Linked DNA regions of Cricetulus griseus: region 1 is linked to region 2. The links are chromatin contacts, called in public Micro-C maps. All regions are on one chromosome and are shown on one strand. The core of a region is the stretch at or near the end of the contact, and the rest is flanking DNA. Distances in the headings are between cores, read along the strand shown.

Evidence for each region. A called contact is a pair of places that touch in the nucleus more often than the background predicts.
Region 1: a contact with region 2 is called in a Micro-C map of the CHO-K1 cell line, with 3 times the contacts expected there. The contact joins the promoter of Ephx1 here to the enhancer-like site in region 2. A contact is called at or near these places in 6 of 8 Hi-C or Micro-C datasets (the CHK-Q cell line, the CHL-YN cell line, the CHO-K1 cell line and 1 more).

What each region holds. Positions count from the first base shown.
Region 1 is chr5:13,312,580-13,317,081 of CriGri-PICRH-1.0, forward strand. It overlaps Ephx1 (epoxide hydrolase 1), which reads left to right and starts at 1,494. Exons shown (of 9, transcript XM_027418823.2): 1 at 1,494-1,694.
Region 2 is chr5:13,266,094-13,270,377 of CriGri-PICRH-1.0, forward strand. All of the region lies in intron 1 of LOC100760423 (sphingolipid delta(4)-desaturase DES1), which reads right to left. Among named protein-coding and RNA genes, the nearest start is that of Ephx1, 46 kb to the right of the region's middle. Within about 2 kb of position 2,543, at least 2 of the 6 cell types and tissues checked have open chromatin away from gene starts, as enhancers often do. A contact at or near this core is called in the CHO-K1 cell line and fibroblasts, where this site is marked.

The DNA of each region.
Region 1 (4,502 bases), core at 244-2,743, 45 kb after region 2:
TTGGTTTCTTAAGGAACCTCCACACTGATGTCCATAGTGGCTGCATTAATCCACATTCCTACCAGCACTGTATACAGATTCCTCACTTGGATTGGTTACTTTCAGATATTTTGGTAGCAGCTATTTTGACCAGAATGGCAATGCATTCCTTAATAGCAAATATTGGGCATTTCCCCTCCTGTTTGTTGGCCATTTGTTCCTCTTTTGAGACGTGTCTGTTCAAAGCACTGGCCCCCTTAGAAATTGGATTTTTTGTGCTTCTGTTTTTTTTATTCTTTGTATTTTCTACATATTAATTTTCTGTCACATGAAACACTAGCAAAAGCTTTCTCTACTCTGAGGTCGTTGCTTGGCTCTGCAGTTCAGAGCAGCAATGTGGCGCCATCCCGCCCGTCAGTTGTTCCTGGGCGATATACAGTTCCACAACTTGTGAATCTGTTTGCATCCTTTGTTATCACACCCTTGAAACCCAACCTGCAGGAGGTCAGTGCCGGCTGCTGCTCCGGGCTAATCTAGAACAGCATTTACTACCTGCTGTAAAACTGGCAGATGTGGAACTAACATGCTGAAGTCAAACCTGCCTTGTAGTCTGAGATCATGAGTCTCAAGGTCCCATCCTTGAGTCCTTGAGCAATGTACTAATAGTCTTATCTTAATTAGAGTGTAAGAGAACAATTTAAATCTCACTTTACATCTGTTACTTTGTTCTCTGCCGTAGCTTCACTTGGTCTTATTGGAAGATAATAGGGTCCAAGAAACTTTACCCTGGGGCAGCCTAAAACTGAAGAAAGTATTAGAATGTTCTACGTGTAGCCATGCTTACACACTCATGATAGAGCTCCTTATAATTAGACCCAGTAGGGATTAGAAACAATAACTAATAATCCAGTTGAATGTTAGCAGCCATCTGCCTCCTGTCCGTTGTTGCTAGCGTCACCGGACCTGAGCTATGGAGATGTCATAAATGAAATCAGGACACTTCCCTGCCGTATTGTGACAGCTAAGCACCGCTAAGTAACTAACCCGGCATCTAGCACATACAGTTTTGATGCCGTGGGCTAAGGCGTGGCTTATGAAGTCGTTGAGATGGAGTGGGGACAATGGGAGTTGTCACCATGCCACTCAGAGTGGCACAAGGTTTTAAATGATTAATTATTGCTGAAATTTCAATATAAGGTTTTCAAGTTGCAGTTTCCCCACACAAAACCAAAACTCCACCGAGAGAGAGAGAGAGAGAGAGAGAGAGAGAGAGAGAGAGACTGCTGGGCAGAGTTGGCATGGGCTGTCCTAACACTCTGTATTGGAGTCCCTTCCTTTAGAGGGAGGTCCAGCAATGATCTCTTGGCACTCACTTGGTCTCTGGGTCATTGTGGTTCAGTTTGCTGTATGAAGTCCAGAGTCGTAATTGCCCTGTGCTCACAGCAGATTAGCTGAGTCATTGGGGCTGTGCAAGTATACAAAGAGAGAGTGGGGAGGGACTCATACTCACTCTGCACTGCCTCTCCCAAAGGCTCTGGATGCTACAGTGTGCAGAGTGCCATAGATCTGATGCTTGAAGACTGCTCAAGGAGCTAGCATTGAGCCCTGGTGGACAGCAGAACGTGCTGGGATAATCCTGTCCAGGAAAAGAAAGCAGGCGCTTCTACCCCCAAGGAAAGTAACAGCGCATTTTGGCCTCTCCCTGCTGCAGTCAGGTAGGGGGCTGATTGTCAAGTTCCCTGGACAAGTCAGTCATCTTTCCTGTTGCCCCCGCTTGCTGCTCTCCTGATGACATCGTGCAAAATTGTTCTCATTTGCTTCTGTTCAGCTGGGTGTGGTGCAGGGAGCTAGGGTCTGTGACAGAAGCCAAGATGGGTACACGCTCACCTTCTAGGTCTGTTGTGACTTTAGCCTCAGGCTGGGTGAACTGTTCATACCTGCCCTGTTGTCAGAGCACTTATTCCTGGTGTTCCCACAGTCCCTACACTTAGCCTACCTTCAATGGCAGGAGACACCTGACACATTGTGCACCTTCTCGGAGAATAAGGTTTCTGTCAGGGAGAAGGTGTCTTTGGATTAAAAAGAAAAAGAAAAAAGGAAAAAAGAAAGAAACCTGTACAACCTTCCTTCCTTCCTTCCTTCCTTTTCCCAATCTTTTCTTAGTCCCCTAAAGTCAGAGGGGCCCTGTCTGTGGCCATTCCTGACCTGTTTTAATTCAAGCAATGCTAGTCTCACCACCTGACTGATAGTGATCATTGACAAGGCACCTAGGGACAGGCATCCAGGGTATGGAAAGGAAACCTTCAGCCTGACAGGCAGGGGATGGGCCCTCCCTCCCCAGCATCCCCATGCCGCCCCCCGGTGGGGATGGGCAAAGCTTGCTTCTGGTACTCTGAGACTCCACAAACTTGTCACAGAGACTCTGAGCCACACAGAACCGAAGAGCTAAATGTGTGGGGAGCTCAAGTTTGTGTTCACAGGGTGTGACTTCTAAAGACAGCTGGAGTGAGGGCTAAGTGAACCTGTGGGTCTAGCTAATGGGGATTGGGTTGACTCTGGAGATCAGTGACGGTATCTGATGCAGGATCTGATCAGAGAGGAGCTGGCCATGGAGGGGCCTGAATCTGTGCAGCAGCAGAACCTAGTGATGGATGAGTGTCAAGGAAGAAATAGGTGACTCCAGGCCCGATGCTGGGCCTGGGGAGGTTGGTTGTAATATCATGCCAAACATAGTTAGTTTCCATGTGTGAGTTCCCATACACCAAGGGAAGCAGGTGCCCGGTACCTAGCTAGCCACAGTGCTGCAGAAGCCATAGTGCTAGCCCTCTGCACAGCAATATATTTAGGAAGGGCACCCACTTGCTCGATTACCAGATTTAAGGGATTCTTGGTAGAAGCATCCTGGGGCCCCTACCAACACCCTGAAAGAGCCTGACACACAGGCAGAGAGGGTGCTTTCCTGCCCCGATTTCTGCTGCCTACAGTTGTTTCATCTATGCACTGTCTGGTCCTATGTTGTGTCTTATGAAGCCTCCTCTGCTGCTGTCCTGAGGGCACTGTTCATGTTCCAGCCAACTTCTTCCAACACAGCCATGCCGGTTGCTCCCTGGGAAAAGGGAAGCAGAGGAGCCAGGCCACAGTCTGGGCTGAGTCTTCCTCATACTGGTTTGCAGAGGCCAAGTTATTTTCCTCCTCTCTGAGGACAAAAATGCACAGGAATCAAACAGATGGGGATTAGCACATAACTGGATTGTTGAGTTTCAACAGGCCATGAATAGCCGCAGAACTCGAGAAGTGGTTGCACTGGGCCCGGGGGAGGGTGGCCGAGAGAAACCAGGAAGGGTATGTGCACTCTATTTCAATAAAGCTGTAGGAAATGCACAGAGAGGATGTGGGTGGCCAAACATGAGCTTCCTGATCTGTTATTGCCAACTGGACTCCATTCTCCCGGACAGAAACTTTGACCTCTTGCTTCCCTTTGCGTATCACAAGGTCAGCCCTCTACAGAGACAGAGCAAGAAACCCAGTCAGCTCTAGTCTGAGACCCAGGCCCTGCTGTCAGGCCCACTCAGTGAGAAGTCCCTCACCTCCCAGGGATCTGGGTGTACAGAAAGCCTCCCTGGACAATTCAGGAACCAAAGACTCCTCAAAGGCCCCAGGCCTCAGAACTCATGTACCCCAAGGGCACATCCAGGGCTGTGCCAAAGTCACCAGGCTCATTTCCCCAGAATAGTTCATGGTTTTTATGACATAGTGTTCGTTTGGTGGATTTTCCTGTCTTGTTGGGTTCCAAGTTTTCTATACGTAATTTTAGGATTGTTGACCTAAATATAAAAATCATCAGCCAAACATATGGTCCATGTCCACTGTCCTGGGTCCTAGGGAGACTGAGGCAGGAAGGTGGCTGGAGCTCCAGGGTTTGTGGCCAGCCTGAGGATCACAGTCAGAGCCCTCATCAAGAGAATTTAAAAACAAAACAAAACAAAAAAAAACAAAACAGAGTCTCCGCAGGCTACTATTTGTTTAAAACAGTGGAGCACAGCACCAGGAACACATAAATCACAAACCATGCACATAGCCAAAGATGCTGGAACGAAGAGATGTTTTTAAAGACAGAATAAGGAATGTGGGACTGAGAAAACAGCAGACGAGTTCTGGGCGAGTGAGGTTAAGAATGTGGATTGTAGCCACAGCAATTAAACAAAACAATAAAAAAATAGAAGAAACTAAAAGAGACACCACCCTTGGCCACGTGATCTGTAAGGACAGTGGCCTCAGTCTGAGATTGAGTGCACGGTTACAGTACTAACACCTCGAAGAAGCACTCCTATGTAAGGCTGTGGTGGCCAAGTGCAAGCCCAGAGTGTGCCTGTCTTTTGTGACAGCTACTGTCAAATAATCAAGCAGAAGAACCTTCCTCACAAACTCGGGGGTTCTTGTAGGAAACACACAGCTGAGACAAAAAAACATGGCTTTCAGCCAGGTGACGGTGATGCATGCCTTAATCCCAGCACTCGGGAGAC
Region 2 (4,284 bases), core at 1,293-3,792:
CCTGGGTTTGGTCCCAGCACTGGAGGGAGGGGCTCCTCACATTCAAAGCCCCTCCCATTAGTGTCTTTGATTTTCAACAGAGAACAGGTTAAGAGCATGCTCTTCGCAGGCAGTCTAACCCAGGCGAGCATCCTCCTCCGAGCATCTATCCCCTTCATTCTCACTGCATCTTTTAAAGGGCAGAAAAGTCAAAACACTGGCATGAGGATGAGTTAGGCAGTGTCGTAAAGAACCCAACTCAAAAGCCTGTTGGTCATGAAGAGCAGCCTGGGAGAGAGGAGAGACTTCCCTGTGGACACAGAAGTGCTCAGTATACCTAGAGCTGGAAGACCTGGTTGGTCTGGCTTTAAAGCCCAAAAGAACATCGAGGAGACCACCAGAACAAGCCAGTCATCCTCTCTGTTTGGCTAGTCACCCATATTCCAGTCTCTTTAATCCCAAACCTCAAAAGGATTAAAAAAAATGCCTTCGATTCTGTCTCGAGGGAAGATGTAAGTACGCCAGGGCCTGTCCTCTCTAACTGTCCTAGAGTCACAGGCTAGGGTTCTCTTTCCCTGTTACTACTGTCTCTTGTTTAGGGCCACGTGAGTGTGGCTCCAACAGCGGGGCCCTCAGCATCATGCAAGCTTCAAATGCCTGCTGCCTGGCTTTGCCCTTCTGGAGGCATTTGAGGAGGCACTGAATCGCAACCTAGCCATGGGCTCAGGAGGAGTTGGAGGATCTTGCTGGAGATAGTCTGGCCAAAGGGACCCGTAACGCGAAGGCCAGCAGAGGCAAGGAGAGTCAGGGGACCAGCCTGTTCCTCCTAAAGAAAAAGGCCGCTGCAGCAGAGACAGGGAGACCCTGTATCCCGTACCATACTGTGTGCCCTGAGCCTCCTGAGGGCGCCCTGAGCCTCCTGAGTGCTTCTCTGGGTGATCCCAACCAAGCCTTGGCGATAAGGAGTTGGGAACGGGAATCAGCAGCTGGCAGTGCCTGGCCTTAGGCCTCCCTGACCTAAATGACAAGCATACAATCTTACCCAAGATCTCCTGGCGTCGACCATTGTGTGGCCCATCAGTGTAGACCCACTCAAAATCTGTCCGTGAACCGTGGTTCCGCATGGCTCTGTTCAGACCTGCCCCAGGCTCTACTCTAGGTGCAGCCCTGTGAGGGTGATGGTGTCGGCCCGAAGCTGTTGCCTGTGTCTGTTGGTGCCTACACAGGCTGAGTAAACAACGTGAGGGTGGCACTGAACACCACCCAGTTTTCAGCCCAGCCTGGTCCGGACCCACCTCCAGCTCAGCAGGCTGTGCTTCCAGGTTTGGACGGGCCTTCCTGTAAGAGTTCCAACACTTACAGACTGGGCACCAGGCCAGGCCTGAGCCCGGGCAAAGCAGTAAGGGAAAGAGCTTCAAGAACTTGTAGCTTATCCCCTTTGAGGGTGGACGGGATGTGTGGGAAAGCCAAGGCTAAGAATGCACACACACAAAAAAAATCAGCAGCTAGGAGGAGGCCGGCAGCACCTTAACAACAAGCTGACCCATGCATCATTAAGTTCCCAGAGAAAACGTAAAGATGGACCACAGAAGCAACCCATGAGCCTGGAGCAGACCTTCTGTGTGTGGGTGTGCACATGAATGCATGCCTTGCTCCCACCCCCAATTTAAAAAGAAAAACAGCTGAAGAAACCAAACGTCCCCATGTGGACATGGGTAACGGCTGAACACAGAGCACATGTCATGAGCTGTTCTTCACTCAACAGCGCTCCCCATACAGTCCAAGGTGAGCCTGCAGCCAGGCTCCAAGGACAGGGGAGTCACAGCAGAGGACTCATTGTGCCATGCCCAGTCACAGCCGCTGAGGTGTTAAGACTATGGCCTGGACTAGTCCTTTAAGCTCTGGAAGGGTTGAAGATAGAGAAAAAAACACAAATGGGACTGTGTCAAGGCCAACGTGAGCTGCAACAGCCAGCTCCCTTATCAATACATCGACGGATCAAGCTGGCTCATGGAGAGGCTGAACAAAAAAGTGACACAAGAATCAGATGCAGACTTTCTGGTTGTCATTTATAAATGCTACAAAAGTATTCCTAAGGCATACAAGTTTGCAACAACCAATGGCTGTAGGAACTGACACACCACTCTATAAAAATTACAGTTATGAAGTAGCAATGTTTTTTTTGGTTGGGGGGGTCACCACAACATGATGATCTATATTAAAGGGCCACAGCACTAGGAAGGTTGAGAACCGCTGGTCTAAGCTGATCTCATGATTTGGTTGTTGACAAACGCAAGTAAAAAAAAAAAAAAGACACTTTAATAGTACATTGGTAGAAGCATAGGTAGGCAGCGAAGTAGAAAAATCTCTGTATGGGGCCCAGGGCAGCTTAGCCACACATATGGAGTCCAAGGCAGCTTGGCCACACAGCTGTCACAACAGGCAGAATAGAAACCAGTCAGAAAGGTAGACCTAAATCTTAGTTTATTATAAAACAACACTCGGCTCCAGGAGAAACCACAAGCTGACAACACCCAAGAACTGGCCAGCATCTAGGGGAAGTCCCTGACATCGTAAACATTCCAGCAGTTATAAACATCACCAGATGTCCCTTAGCCCACACAGCACATGCCTATCCCATTTCGTCAAGACACTCCCAGACAAATGTCAACCGATCAGGGATCCTCAACCTCAACCTCTGCCATGATTTAAAAAAACAAAAACAAAAAACAAAAAACCTACCCCACCTGATCTCAAGACTCCAATCTCATACAGCTGCATCAGGCACACAGAGGGTCCAAGCTCGAGCTTGAATAAAGGCTGTTTGTTTTTGTATACTGATTCGGACTCTGGCTATCTTTGGGGGACTCCATGATCTGGGTATAACACTCTGGTGTAGGCTTCAGGTACTATCTGAAAACATTCTTAGTTAGCCATTGGGTTGGTGGAAGCTAATGATATGTTTGCACATCCCAGAAAGACTTGACCTAGTAATTGCCGTGTTAGGCAATAGGCTAAATAAAAATGGGGACAACGGATGACTATCAAGAGGGTTACAGTAACCCAGAATAATTTGGCTCAGAACCTGCAACACTCCATCCCTCCTCAATCATGGAAACTACAATTAGTTAGTCAGCCCTGTAGAATCTTTAACATAGGAGTGACTCTCACCCCCCACTCCCACCCTGGGAACTTGGGTTAGTCTCTCCATCTCCCCAGCCCCTTACTAGGTCTTTCACTACCAAGGCTTCATGTCATTCTTTTTTATTTGCATTGGGTATTTTCTTCCTGCTTTCTTGGTCTTGCTTACTCCTTCAGAGATCACAGGCCTTTTCATAATCATTCTTATAAAATCTGTCTTGGGGCTAGAGAGATGGTTAAAAGCACTGACTGCTCCTGCAGAGGACCCAGTTCAATTCCCAGCGCCTACATGATGACTCACAACCATCTGTAACTCTAAGGAATCCAACACCTTCGAGCCTCCTCAGGCACCAAGAAAGAGAAGAATGGGAAATACCTCTGCTCTAAGCAACTTTATCACGCCTCCTCCATCCCTGATGGCAGCAATGCCACAAGGCGGTGGTAGACGATTGAAGGGACCAGCTCCCCATTTCGGCAGCCATAACAGCCGAACACGTATTTGTCTAACCTTGTCTTAGTCACTAAGGTCAGATGCCTGCCCCTTTGGGCAGCCATAACAGCTGAATACGTGCTTTTCTGACCTTGCCTTGGTCACCAGAGGTCAGATGCCTGCCTCATGACAAGGAACCAATCAGAAGTTAGCTGGTGGCGCTATGCTTTACGACTCTGGGTGTGCTTTATGGACAGGTGCACAGCAATGACACACAGAGCATAGCAACCGCCCTGGGAGGGCCTATGGGCCATAACAACCAGTTGGCCAATCAACACAGGGCAAGCCCTCCAAGCCTGGAGCCACACCAATCCTGAGCCTTGAGTACCCCTAGACACTCCCCTTATGCTGCCCTATAAGATCTCTATGCAGCCCCTTTGAGCTGTCTTTTGTAGCCATCCGCCTTGGCGGGTGGGTGAAAGACCCGAGCTAACATGGGGTTAGCTCATTAAATTACAATAAAGCCTCATGCAGTTTGCAGCAAGCTTTCGACTCTGCCTGTGATTGGGGTGACCGAGGTCCTGGGCTGAGACCCCGGAGGCCTGAGTTTTCCGGGGGTCTAACAGCAGAACATGCATACACTGTGTGGAGATGTATTGCTGCGAATGGTATAATGGAATGGCCAATAGCTAGGCAAGAGAGAGAGACAGGACTCCTGGGCAGAGAGGAAGAGG